Linked DNA regions of Sus scrofa: region 1 is linked to region 2. A link is a contact called in public promoter capture Hi-C data. All regions are on one chromosome and are shown on one strand. Each heading gives the region's core, a stretch centred on a gene start, on an enhancer-like site or on the middle of the called end of the contact. The rest is flanking DNA. Distances are from core to core; before and after follow the strand shown. Region 1 holds the start of HSF2 (heat shock factor protein 2). Region 2 overlaps SERINC1 (serine incorporator 1).

What was found. Promoter capture Hi-C pulls out the DNA fragments that hold promoters and counts their contacts.
Region 1: a promoter capture Hi-C map of liver shows a contact between it and region 2, with 2.4 times the contacts expected there. The contact joins the promoter of HSF2 here to the enhancer-like site in region 2. A contact is called at or near these places in 1 of 5 promoter capture datasets (liver) and 6 of 47 Hi-C or Micro-C datasets (blood, epiblast stem cells, liver and 3 more).

The regions. Positions count from the first base shown.
Region 1 is chr1:40,176,909-40,183,649 of Sscrofa11.1, reverse strand. HSF2 (heat shock factor protein 2) reads left to right here and starts at 3,342. Exons shown (of 13, transcript XM_005659227.3): 1 at 3,342-3,566. The coding sequence starts at 3,474.
Region 2 is chr1:40,115,011-40,121,740 of Sscrofa11.1, reverse strand. SERINC1 (serine incorporator 1) reads right to left here. Exons shown (of 10, transcript XM_013992615.2): 2 at 4,835-4,996; 3 at 1,837-2,006. Among named protein-coding and RNA genes, the nearest start is that of SERINC1, 19 kb to the right of the region's middle. Within about 2 kb of position 4,915, at least 3 of the 83 cell types and tissues checked have an H3K27ac peak or open chromatin away from gene starts, as enhancers often do. A contact at or near this core is called in liver, where this site is marked.

The sequences.
Region 1 (6,741 bases), core at 2,093-4,592, 63 kb before region 2:
GGTTTCAGTCTTGCTATCCTTGAAAGTAATAATTACAAGCTAGTCTGATTGCACTGCTGATTCCCCCTTGTTTTGCATAATTGATTAGAGAGAATTTATACAGTCTGAATCGGACACTTTAAAGCATCAAAGTACAACAAAATATGCTTTTCTATTTGCTAGGGAAAGGCTTGGTTCACTCATATTTTCCAATGTTATTCTAAATTTTCTAAATCTTACACTCCAGGCTGCAAATGAGCCATGGAAATATTCCAACTTTCCTAATTTGTAGTCAACAGGAGGCAGTTCAGTTTAAGAAAATGATGTTTTTATCCTCTAACATCATAAACATTTCAAAATTGTTGACTTTGGCTCAAATATGTTTCTTCTGATATTTGTGGGATATTATAGGTGGCAAATACTTGTGAATTAGCTTGATTTGGTCTTCTTCCCTTCTCAGTTTCAGATTTAAGTGCAAATAAGCCAATAAGGATTTTCTTTTCCCCAAAAATATCTCTAATAAATTCTTAAAGTTTTCAAAAAGTTTATTAATTACAATAAATATTAAGGATTATGTTATAAAGAAAACATAGTACTTTAAATTATTCCTGGAAATTCTGGATTTTGTTGAGGAGAAGTGTGAACAGCAGCAAGCCTGTGAAGAATCGTACTTGCCCTTGAAGGAGGAAGGGAATGTCAGATTACTAATTTTTCTTTTACAATTGTGGTTCTCAAATTCTGGACCCAGGGCCAGCAGCATCTGTGTTACCTGGGAACCTTTCAGAAATACAAAATCTTGGCCTGAACCCCAGATCTACTGAGTGGAGCAGGGGATGGGGAAAAGAAGCAGCAGTTTGTTTTTCAGAAGCTCTCCAGATGATTCTGATATAGGCTAAAACTTGAGGCACATTGGTAAAAAAGGAAAAAAAAGCATATGTTTCAGACTGCAAAAGGCATGGTTTCCATTCCAAACACAGCCATTTGATTTTAGACGCACCACCTATTTCCTGGTGTTATCATCATATTAGCTGCTTAATAACTTAACCCTGTGGCTGACCTGATGAGTATTATAACTAATACCTGCTCATTTGTTACATTGATAGTCTCCTGCCTCCAAGTGATTTGGATACAGGATAAAGTTTGAGAGCCACTGATCTATATGTGTAATATATTGGAAGCAGATCAGCTATATCATTTGAGGGACCCAATGCAAAGTGAAAATGCAGGGTCCTTTGTACAAAAATTAAGAATTTCAAGATGGTGATGTGCAGAGCATTAAACCAAGTATGGGGCCCCTATTAAGTATAGGCCTACAACTGCACAGGATGAATGCCCAAAGAGGAGTTTTTGCTTGTACCAAACCACACCACTTAGTTTTGTTTTCAGATAGAAGTAATACGATGCCATGAAAGTAGGCCACATTTCCTCCTCAGACATGATCTCCTGTGCTGTCAGTCAAATAGATTGTGCTTATTAATTTTCCCATCTTTGCTCAGTGTTATGGGATAGTTTTTAGCTATTGAAATGCATTTTTACTTCAAGACCCAACTTAAGTTATCCATCTTCTAAGTCTTGCCTTACTACCTTAACTCATTTAACTCTTGTCTTTCTAAACTTTTCAGTACTTGTTTTATGATATAAATTTAGATCTTTTTAAAAATATTAGTAACTGCTGGTCATTGTGTTCCTCTTGTTTCTTAAGTCAGAGTATGAACATCTGAAGTAGAGATGGGCTTTTGACGATGCAGTGTCATCATCATACAATGAAAAGAGGATGGGCTTTTGAACTCAATAAAGCCTGGCTGTAAACACTCCCTCTTGTTTACTACCTATAATATAGGTAAATTCACTTTGAGTCTCAGAATTTTCATTGGGAAAATGAAGTAAGACCTACTGCACTGGGTTGTTAGGAGGATTAAATTATATATGTAAATCCCTGGGCATATATAAATGCTCAACAAATATTAATTGATTTGTGGAATGTCTCCCTCCATACATTTGATTTTATTTCAGCAAACATATCATTGATGAACACAAAGTTAGTATTCAATATTAGCTCTTTGGAAATCGTGTGTATTTTATTTTTTATTGTATTAGACGTACCTAGGAAATAAATCTATTCTATGTTGAATTTCATATAAACTGTAATTGTTACCTCTAACTTGTTAGTAAATTCTTTTTTTTAAGGCCACACCCATGGTATATGGAAATTCCCAGGCCAGGAATTGAATCCAAGCTGGCAGTGACCGGAGCAGAAGCAGTCATACTCTTTGCCCACTGCCCTGCGATGGAAACTCAGTTTGTAAACTCTTATACTTACATTCTGACTTTTGCAAAAAAAAAATTTCTGTACATTTATTTTGTACAATTTTTTTGTACAATTCTTTATATATTCAAAGTATTTTCACACCTACTATATTATTAATGTTATCTCACAGGGGTGAAAGAGTTTTACTCCTAATAAAGAGATGGTAAATATTGGCACAGACAGATTAAGGGATTTCTCTAAATTACATACTACCAGTAAAATCTAATATCCATTAATGTTTCCTAAATCAGATATGCTGACTCCTTCTGTAATATTTTCTCCACTATACCAAATCTGTAAAGGACATAACACAAAAAGGACAATTATTTTAAGAATATACCTGTAAATTATCTAACGGAACAGTTATTTTGATTGAGACGCTTTCTTTTTATGCTGACCACATAGTGAGCATTCTGTGTCTGTCAAATTAAACAGCATGCAAGGTGCCTATTACAATTCTTGATTCACTGTAGTATGTGTTCAGTAAAGAGTGAGTTATTAAATTCCTCTTTTTGATAAACGCATTCTAAAGGAACAATTTTTTCCCAATGAAAATTAAAAGACAAGGTTCATTATTTTCAAGACCGTTTCAACTTCGGGCCTAGCAAATCACGCTTAAAAGCTGTTTTTCCCGCATGTGAATTATTACTCTCCTTCCCCCTGCCTGACCGAGGCAACCACACTTTGCCTACCAAACTTATGACTCAAAGGCCCCTGAGGACTTTTTGTAGCCTTCCAGCCAAAACCCAAGCACCCAAAGCCGCTTCCACGTGAAACAACCAAACACACTCCCCTGCCCCTAAGGTCAGCTACAGCGAGAGCTTCTGTATAAAAGGCGAATGAAAAGGCAGCGCCCCCCTTTTAATCCCACCCCTCCACGTCTGCAGTATCCAATCACTTTTCTTTGTCGTGAGTTCAGCGCCTGGGATTGGCTGCGAACGGAACCGGCGCGGGACCAGTGCGCACAGGCCGAGCGGGGAGACTTGTCCATCACGTGCGGCCGCCCGGCCACCCCGCCTCACTGCACGCCTGGCGGGGCCGGGGGGGCGGGGCCCGGGAGCTGCTGCGCCTGCGTTGTGGGCGTTCTCGGGGAGCAGCTGCCGCCGCCGCCACCGCCGCCGCCGCCGACGCCGTCGCTACCGCCGCGTTCGGGTGTAGAATTTGGAATCCCTGCTCCTCGTTAACAATGAAGCAGAGTTCGAACGTGCCAGCTTTCCTCAGCAAGCTGTGGACGCTTGTGGAGGAAACCCACACCAACGAGTTCATCACCTGGAGTCAGGTAAGGGTGAGGGCACGGCGGCCTCCGAACCCCCTGACTAACCTCCTCTCTCGCTCGCTCCAGCGGGGTTGTCTCTCGCGGCCTGCGGCTCGACTCCCTCTGCGAGGCCCGCGGCGCGGGGGATGGCGGGGTGGCGCGGGCCTCGGCGTGCGGCCTCGCGGGGGACCCCGGTATTGTTCGCTCGGGTAGCCGCCGGGGTCCGGACCGGCGCCGCTGGCTCAGGCCGCGGTGGGGGAGGGGCGGCCCGCGCGGGGCGCCGCTGCCCGGGAGACCCCGTAACGGTCCGGCCAGGCGGCGTTCGGAACCCGGCCTGCTGAACGCGGGCGGCCGATGAGACGCGGGGGCCACGTTACTGCACACTCATCCTCCGTCCTCCCGCCCGGCTCGCGGGCTGTAGCTCAATGAGGGCACCGGCAGCTCTGCCCGAGATCTTCACCGCGGGGTTTTTCTGAGGCGGTCGTTACCACCGCGACCTGATTCTTGCCCCCAAAACAGACACTCAGCGCGCCTCGCGCATCGGCTCTTTAGGACAGCAGTCAGAGAAGGAGGCAATTGTGTAAACGCAGGTTCCTGCTTATCAGGAGGTTTAAAAATATTATATAGAAAATGGTACATTATTCACGGGAGATCCCGAGCCATTGATATAAGCGCATTTTTAGGATTATTTTAATAAAAGTGTCCACAGACAGGTGTTCAGTAACAGAGTGAAGAGCTAAATTTCACCGGACGGTTGCCAGCAGTGTGGTGTATAGATGCCGTGATCATTGGTTAGATCCTAATTGTGCCACAAAACAAGGATGACCTTAATCAAGATCCCTGTCTTGTCTGGCCCAAGTGTCATCCTCCGTAAGATGAACGGGTTGCTTAGGTGATCCAAGACCCCCTTTAGTTCCAAATGCTAAGATTCTAATTAGAGTGATTATTACATAAACTGCGCTTACGTTAGAATACACTCTTAAGCTCTTGGAATCATTTTGTGAAGGGGAGCGGAGTTTTCTTACTGTAGATCATCTGTTTGGGATGTTATCTTGTTTAGAGGTCTGGAAAAAAGTGAAAACTACCTGCACAATGCCTAGCACCTGTTAAGTGCTGAGTAAATGTTTCCTTTTCTTCTCCCTTTCTTTTCGGTTCCTTTCCTATTATAGGAACCTTAAGTTTTATTACTTAACTTTTATGGTAATAGGGAGCACTATATTGAGTATGTGAAGTTTTGACTACTATAACAGCATATTCTGCCTTATATTGCTGTCAGTTTTTAATTTTCTTTATCTCCCTCTAGGACTCAGTTTTCTTGAAGGTCAGTATCATCGATTGAATGTTGTTTGTTAAACATTCGATGAGTTCTGTAAAGTTGTACTAAGAATGGTGAAAATAAGGAATCCAGTCACCAGTATACACTTAAAAATAAAAAATGTCTCATGCTCTTCATCAGTCATAAGGATTAAAAGTTGACAAGAATGGATCAGCACAGATTGCTATTACTCAGCAGAGTTAGGGTTTGGACTAAGAGTCTCCCCACTCCCAAGCTGACTTTTATCATACCTATCTTGTTTTTATTGCCTAGGAATGGTCCCTAAATATATTTGTAATTGGTTTTAATTAAGGGATATTTTGTCAGTGGCAGGTCTAATAAGATCTGATAGCCAAAATATTTTAAAATATTCTTCTTTAATGGGCAATATCAAATGTGGAGAGTTTCATACTAATCCATAAGTGCATCACTTTATGAATTCTAACTGAAATAAGCCACTTAAAATCACTCTTACTTTTCCCATTTTTTAAGTCTAAACTTATGTTTTAGCTATTTATTTTGTAAAACATAATAGGACAATTAAAGTATAAATTCAATGAAGGCAGGGAATGTATTTGTGCCAAGGGACCCAGTAGGTACTTAATAAATGTTTGATGAAGCAGTGAAATTCTTGGAATAAGTAATGGAAATGAGGAATGATAAAGTTAGAATTAGGCTTGAAAATCTCCAAGATCATCTGGTTTGGTCTTAGCCTTATGTGGATGAGGATTTGAGGCTTAGACAGGTTAGATTATTTATCTATAATTACAAAGCTGTCCATTATTGGAGATGGGACTCTAACATAGATTTCTGACCTCTCAAATTATTTTTCCACCAATAGCAGTACACTTAATACAGGTTATCACAGTATTTAGTTTTATACCAAAATGTTTCCCCTCCACAAGTCAGTGGACAATTCTGGATTAATTTTGTCTAGGGCTAAGCTTAGTTGTGTAGGGAAACTGTTTTACTCTCCCACAGATTTTTCCAAAAACAGGGTTAACAATGAAAGGTAAAACTTTAGTTGAACAATGATGTTAGATGGAAAAACCAAAATAATTTACTCTCATCTCTTTTAAGATGCTACTTACGGTTGTTTCTGGTTTCTTTCATACTTGTTTTGCTGGACTTCTGTTGAGGTAATTTAGCATTTATACTATCTGAGTGAAAATCATATTAAGACCTTTAAGAAGTAGCAGATGTTTTGGAAACCAGGCAGTCTTTTATGCAATTATTTTCACTTATGAAAAATAATTTATTTCTCTAGCTTTAATATAAGGAAAGGGGAGAAAAGTCTTACCAACTGCAATTTGAAAAGCTTAGTTTAATATTCCTGAAGAATTATATTTGTAATAGGACAAAAATGAAACAGTACCCCTATCCACATCATTGATTACAGAATTATAATCTTCTGAACAATCAAAATTATACTGTTATGGACTTTTGTGTATGTGTGGGTGTGTTTTTAGGGCTGCACCCGCGGCATATGGAAATTCCCAGGCTAGGGGTCGAATGTCAGAGCTACAGCTGCCGGCCTGTGCCACAGCAACACAGGATCCAGGCCACGTCTGTGACCTGCACCACAGCTCATGGCAAATCCACTGAGCAAGGCCAGGGATGGAACCCGCATCCTCATGGATACTATGGATTCGTTTCCACTTTGCCACAAAGGGAACTCCCTGTTACAGACTTAAATAATAAAAATCTCTTTATATTGAGAGATTTTAAACCTATTGTACATCCCTTAAATTTCCACCATTGATGTTTCTTTTTCTTTTCTTTTTGTTTTTACATGCCCTATTACTTCAAAATTTTGTATAGCTATTTTGACTCTGGTAGGCAGTCTATTATCAGAATCAAGGACAGAGTACTGTCAGACTACCT
Region 2 (6,730 bases), core at 3,666-6,165:
ATAGAACAATCCCAAGGATAAACACCTCAAGACACATAGTAATCAAATGATCGAAATTAAAGACAATGAGAAAATATTGAAAATAGCTAGAGAAAAGTAAAAAGTAACATACATGAGAAGCCAAATAAGGTTGTCCGCTGATTTTTCAGCAGAAACCCTGCAGGCCAAATGGTAGTGGCACCTAAGTGATGAAAGAAAAAATTTCCAACCAAGAACACTACCCTAGAGGGCTCTCACTTAGATTTGAAGGTGAAATCAAAGCTGTCAGAAAAGCAAAAGCTAAGAGAATTCGGCACCACTAAATCAGTTTTACAACAAATATTGAAGGAACTTCTCTAGGTGAAAAAGGCCACAACTAGTAACAAAAATACTACAAATGACAAGGCAAACAAATAGCAAAAATAAGAAATCACGCACAAATATGATACCGAAACCAGCCGTCAGAGAAGAGGAGGGTACAAATTCAGGATAGTGGAGATGCATTTACAAGTATGAGACCAGCAACTTAAAACAATCTTGTGTATTTATATATAGACTCCTGTATCAAAACCTCATGATAACCACAAACCAAAAACCTACAACACGTACACATATGAGTAAGAAAAAGCAATCTAAACATAACACTAAATATAGTCATCAAGCCACAAAAACAGGGAACAAGGGAAGAAAAAAAGACAAAAATCCAAAATGATTACTAAAATGGCAATAAGAACACATACATCAATAATTACTTTAAATGTAAATGGACTAAATGCATCAACTGAAAGACATAGACTGGCTGAATGGATACAAAAACAAGACCTATATATATGCTGTCTACAAGAGCTCTACCTCAGCTCTAGAGGCTCATACAAATTGAAGGTGAGAGAATGGAAGAAGGTATTCCAGGGAAACAGAAATCAAAAGAAAGCCTGAGTAGCAATACTCATATGAGACAAAGTAGATTTTAAAACAAAGATGGTTACAAGAGACAAAGGACATAATGTTCAAAGGATCCAAGAATATATTACAACTGTAAATTGATATGCACTCAACATATAAGGATACTCATTTTTTTTTAATTTATGGGGGGAAAGAAACAGCAATAAAATTTAAAACATTCAAAACTGAGTGTCAGAAGTAGTACTCTATATTAATGGAAACTGATAAAAGAGACCCTGAAGTTTCTAGGTTGTCCAGTATAACCCTTCAGAAAATCAATCACCTTTCTTCAAAGGAATAAAGTTTTTCATTTTGGCTGCACTAAAATTTAAAGAACTAAGTTCAGTTTTATGTCATGAGTCTTGCCTAAGAAAAGCTAAAAGGAGGAGGAATGAGCACCTTATTATTATTCACAAAATGTGATAAATCTTTTTAGGATGAAAGTATAGCTGACTCCTGAACAATACTGGGTGGGGTTAGGGGCACTAACTCTCTATGCAGTTGAAAATCCACTTATAACTTATAGTCAGCCCTCTGTATCTGAGGTTCCTCATCCATGAATTCAATCAACCAACAGATCATGGATTATGTAGTACCATAGTATTTACTGTTGAAAGAAATATGTTTTTAAGTGGACCTGCACAATCCAAACCCATGTTGTTCACAAGGGTCAAATTTATTAAACATTATGCATTAGAGATTATACCGATAAATGATTCAAGGCTACTATTTAATAGTTTTATTTCCAAATTCTGACACATTCTCTATTAGAGACAACAGGATGCTCTTACCATTTCATTCATGAACAAAATAATTCTGCAGATTGTTCATGTTTACTTTAAACTTTTAGACAGACTCAAAATTACTGAGAAGAGGCTATCAAGACTTTATATTGAAGTTTATTCAAAAACCTACCCATTATGCACTGCAGCTCTAGGATCACTGCTGCTCTTTACTTTGATCATCAGTAGAGACAGGAGAAGATGAAACATTGCCAATCCAAAGCACAAACGGTATACAGCTTTATAGCCAACCAGAATATTACAAGGGACCACTCCTTTCTCATTCTCACAAAATCCAGGAATCTGAAAAACAAAAACAAACATTTGTGATCTAGGATTTTTTTCAAGTAAAAATGAAAATTCCTGTGTAATTGAACAGTTTAAGGTTTAGAAAATTGAAGTTCGTTTTACAGTTTACACTGAAAACGTAATCAAGGCTAGAACATTTTCATAGGACAAATTTAACTTTTTTTTTCACTTTATGTGAGTACTGGATAAACTACAAATAAATGCCAATCCTAAAGTGGATGTTTGACTTGGAGACTTATTCTAAGTTTTTTAAAACTTGCATACCACTGTGATATACTGAATCACATGTCTAAAAGAAAAAAAATCAAAGTTTAAAGAATTACAGAGTAAATAATTAAATCAGTTTCTAAATACTAAAGAGAACAATGATGGCTTTTCAAAGCCAACACTATTTAAAGTCATTCTGCATTTTGGGCACTTATTCTAAAAGCATTATTTCTGATAATGGATGGATCTGGATTAACAGCATAATGGCTGGTGTATTTTGAATTTAAAATCTTGAAAAAGACTGATTATGGTTTCAGAAAACCATACTGGAATCAGAGTAAAAGAAAGTATTTAAAAATATTTTTAGGTAAAATAAATGAGGAGATTCACTATTCACATGTATCAGAGTATATCACTGCCTCTAGGAAATATTAAAGCAAACCAATATGCTACAAATGGTAACATGTACCTTTAAAACCAAGAACCTAATATCATACTCAAGCTAATGGAATTGTTACTTCTTTTGCTAGTTTCTATGCAGTCTGTAAACTCTTTCCTGGTCTCACTTCAATCCTACCTTCCCAACCCAGTTTAACATTATGGCAATATGTACTTATCCATACTTGTAACATGTATTCACTAACACCCTTAATTATCCAATGCCCTTAAATGACAGCAGCACATTACCTGGCCAACTTCCATCATCAAATTTCAATTCAATCACCTGTATTAGGTAAAGCTGCCACAGTATCAACCTCCAAATACAGTGGCTTAAGAAGGCTACATTTCTTGCTCATGTGCATAAACATAGTTGACTCTAAATAGTCAACTAAAGAATGCAGGCTGTGAGAGAAGCCACCATCTCAAACGATGTACAGGTTGTGACAGAGGGGAAAAAAAAAAAGAAAAAAAAAAGAACCTACAGCAGCAAGTAGAGGTCAACGTGTATCACTTATAACTCACTGACCAGTACTGGAGACATGGTCTTATGGTCTTACATATCACAAGTATTCTAAGAAATGCAAGTCTCTATGACCTGCAGAAAGCAGAGGCAGAAATATTTGGGGATTAGAAACATTTGTCAACTAAACCACTCATACCAGCAGTCAACTGGATCCATGACAAAACCATATGAACACCTTTTGGCACATCTTTTGCTTATACCCAGGACTTGAATAACATCAACTGAACATCTACATTGGCCATGTAAAATGTGAATTTCACAACTGTAATAAGCTAATTTCTGAAATTTACACCATTTTTCCTCATGCCAAAGCCAACCCCAAGCAGACATTTATAACTTAAAATGGAGGTCATCTGACATAAATACTCTGTCAACCTCAAATATTTTATTGTTATTCATCTTTCTTGGAGGAAAGCTAACTTCTATAAGCCTTCTTTTGATCACATTCTTCCTCATGGTTAGATCCCTTACAACTACCCTCAGTATTCAAATGATTAAATCTTCCTATCCTAAAAGACCCTTTCTTTTAACAGCCTCCCTTTCATTAAGAAAATCCTCAAATAAGCAGTTTATACCCATTTGTTACATTTTCTGATAGCTAGCTAGCTAACTTCCTCCCACTTTTTCTAGCTCCAGCACTCTAAAAATACTGCGTTTTCAAGACACGAGGCACATACTGGTTGTCAAATCTAGAGGCTATTCACACTCTTTCACCTCCCCCCCCGCTACCCCAAAGACATTATAACACCCTACTCCTAAGGCCTACAAAACAAGTATTTGGTTCTTTTTTTTCCCTACAGTTCCTTCAGAGGTTCCCTTTTCTCCACCAACCCCCTTAGGAGCTTTTGTCAAAGTTCTAGCTCCGCTCACTCCAATAGTCTTCTTCAGCATATGCTATCATAGTTTGAATTTCATCTCTATCCCTGATTTGAGTTACACATCCATATTTTCTACTTCCTGCTCAATACACTGCAGAACTCCTAAGCCAATGTATTAGAAACTTTATTTTCCCCATCTCCTTTCACAAACTGACTCCTAGAAAAAAAAATTTTTTTCCCTCCAAAATAAAACACCCTAAAAAAAAAAATCCTAAGTTTACACCAAGTTTCCTCTCAGTTACCCATATCAGAACCTTGTTCTACCACTGTCAATGTTGAAATCCAGATTCAGTCAATTCTACATTCAGAGAATCTATTGCAGGCCCTCTATGCACTTCATGATTATACCATTCCAACAGCCTCCACACTTTAACTGCTTGCCTTCTGTCTTAATTATCAGATAAATCTTCCTAAAGCATACTCAAAAAGGTTTTATTCCCATTCTGTTTTTCAATCTCTGCATATCAAAAGTTATACTCATTCTTACAATGTCCATTTTTCCATGAGATCCACAGTGATTCTGATATTTCCCTGGTTAGAATTATTTATTTCCTCTTAGTATCACAGAGTTTAATAAACTGCTTTTATTGTTCGTCTTTTCTAAAGGATTATGAGCTACTAAAATTGGAATTAACTGTTATTTTACTTTATACAGCATCCTGTTTACAATACACAACAAGCAGTCTTGTGTGTGTATATATATACACACACACATATACACACACACACACTAAGGTTCAGTTAATCTTTTTTTTTTTTTCTTAAAGACTAACCTTATTCAGTTGTTCTTCCATTCCTGGTATCAACATTACACAAGCTACACACACTCCAACAAGCAAAAAAAGGGCATAGATCAACCTAGTTACAGTGGAGTTGTTTCCACTTGGACAGCATCGGCACAGCAAACACGGGGCACTGCCACACAAACACGGTATCTGGAGAAAAGAACATTAAAAGTCAGTATGGTTTAAAATGATACAGTGAAAAATTTACACTCTATCTACTCAAAAAAGAAAGGACTGAAGAAGTTAATTAGCAAGATATTTGGGTCACATATATTCTCTATAAACATGAAACTTAGTGACTTTTGCGTAAAGATGGAGCAAAATAAAACAAAAATTGCTTGCCCTTTATATCAGACAAAATGAATACTCAGTTAAATACTTAGTTCATCCAAAAAAAAAAAAAAAAATCAGCAGCAGCAACTAAAGTTTAGCTGAAAAAAGAAATGGAATATTCATAATTAGCTGATCTCAACTCCTGTTTTTTAACCCCCAGAAATCATGCTAATGAATTCATACAAGTCTGAGATTTCTCAGATACCCCAGTGGAGGAAATAAGTGAATTCACATTCTTGTCTTTGCCCTCTTCCGACTTGGGGTGGTGTTAGCACTAAAAATTTCTATTAGAATTGGGCAAAATAGAGTAAGTGAACAACTGGCCTAGCTAGCTAGCATTCTCTAACAGACCTCCACATTAACCAGCAGTATATTCTAGGAGAAAAAGACAGCTCCTTAAGCAGGAGAGGTTAAAAGTATTTAACAATATCTCCAAAATGCAAATTGAAAGTATTCTCATAAGAACTGAATATAATCTAGGCTGAGTTCCACATACCATCAGACACCACAGGAAAGAAGTATTGTAGAAGACAAACATACCGTAGCAATTCTACCCTAGGTAGAATCAGGGCCACTTATACTAAATTTCACTAAGATAAAAATAAATGTCATGGCAACAATAAAACATACTTTAGCAAAACATACAAATAAATGAATACCCCTCTTAGAGGGGGAAAAAAAGGCATTTGAAAAATCCTATCTGAAATAAAACAATCAGTAAGAAAAGGAAATTCCCTATAATTGGCTCACTTGAAGCAAAAAGGAGAGCACAAAAATGAAATAGGAAAAGAACAAGATGAAAAGGACGATTGCAGGGCTCTGAAGAAATGAGGAGAAAAACAAGTTTAAAACACTAAAGATTAACTATCATGAAACAAAAGGGAAAATGCTGAAAACAAAATTACTGATGGATAAGTAAAGCTTGGGATAAGTACCACACTTTCAGGCCAAGACAGAGTAATAGTGACCAGACTTATCCTACTTCCATGGGAAAAAACGAAAAAATGTTTTTTCAGACAATTAACAGCCATTGTATGATACTAATTTCTGAGAGATGAAACAACATTAGTGCTATGATTGGCCCAATTTTTCTGCCTGGTTTCCAGTGCAGGGAGGGGAATTTAGACAGAAGGGAGTAGTCTATCGACTTGAGGAGGCAGAGCTGAGACAGAAGTGAGAACTCAGCAAAGTGAAAGCAACTACAGTTTATAGGGCAGAAACAAGGAGGAGAAAGTTACATAGAGTGAGATCTGCAAAGGCTTCAACTTGTGTCTTTAGCAGGATATTGATCAGTACATGCAATTGATTAAATTACTCTGTGTATGGGGAGGGTGGGGGGGAGAGTGTGTGTGTGCAGGGGGAGGAACAGAGGTGGGGTTGGTATTACTAGGCAGAGCGGAAAAACTTTATAATCATGAGGCCCTAGTAATTATAGGGCTATTATGATACAGTATGGGGGAGGGTAAATCAGTCATAAGGCTAAGGGCCACTCCAGTCTCAAAGACTAAAAGCAAACATTGAAAAGATCAAATTCTCTTCAAATAACTCACC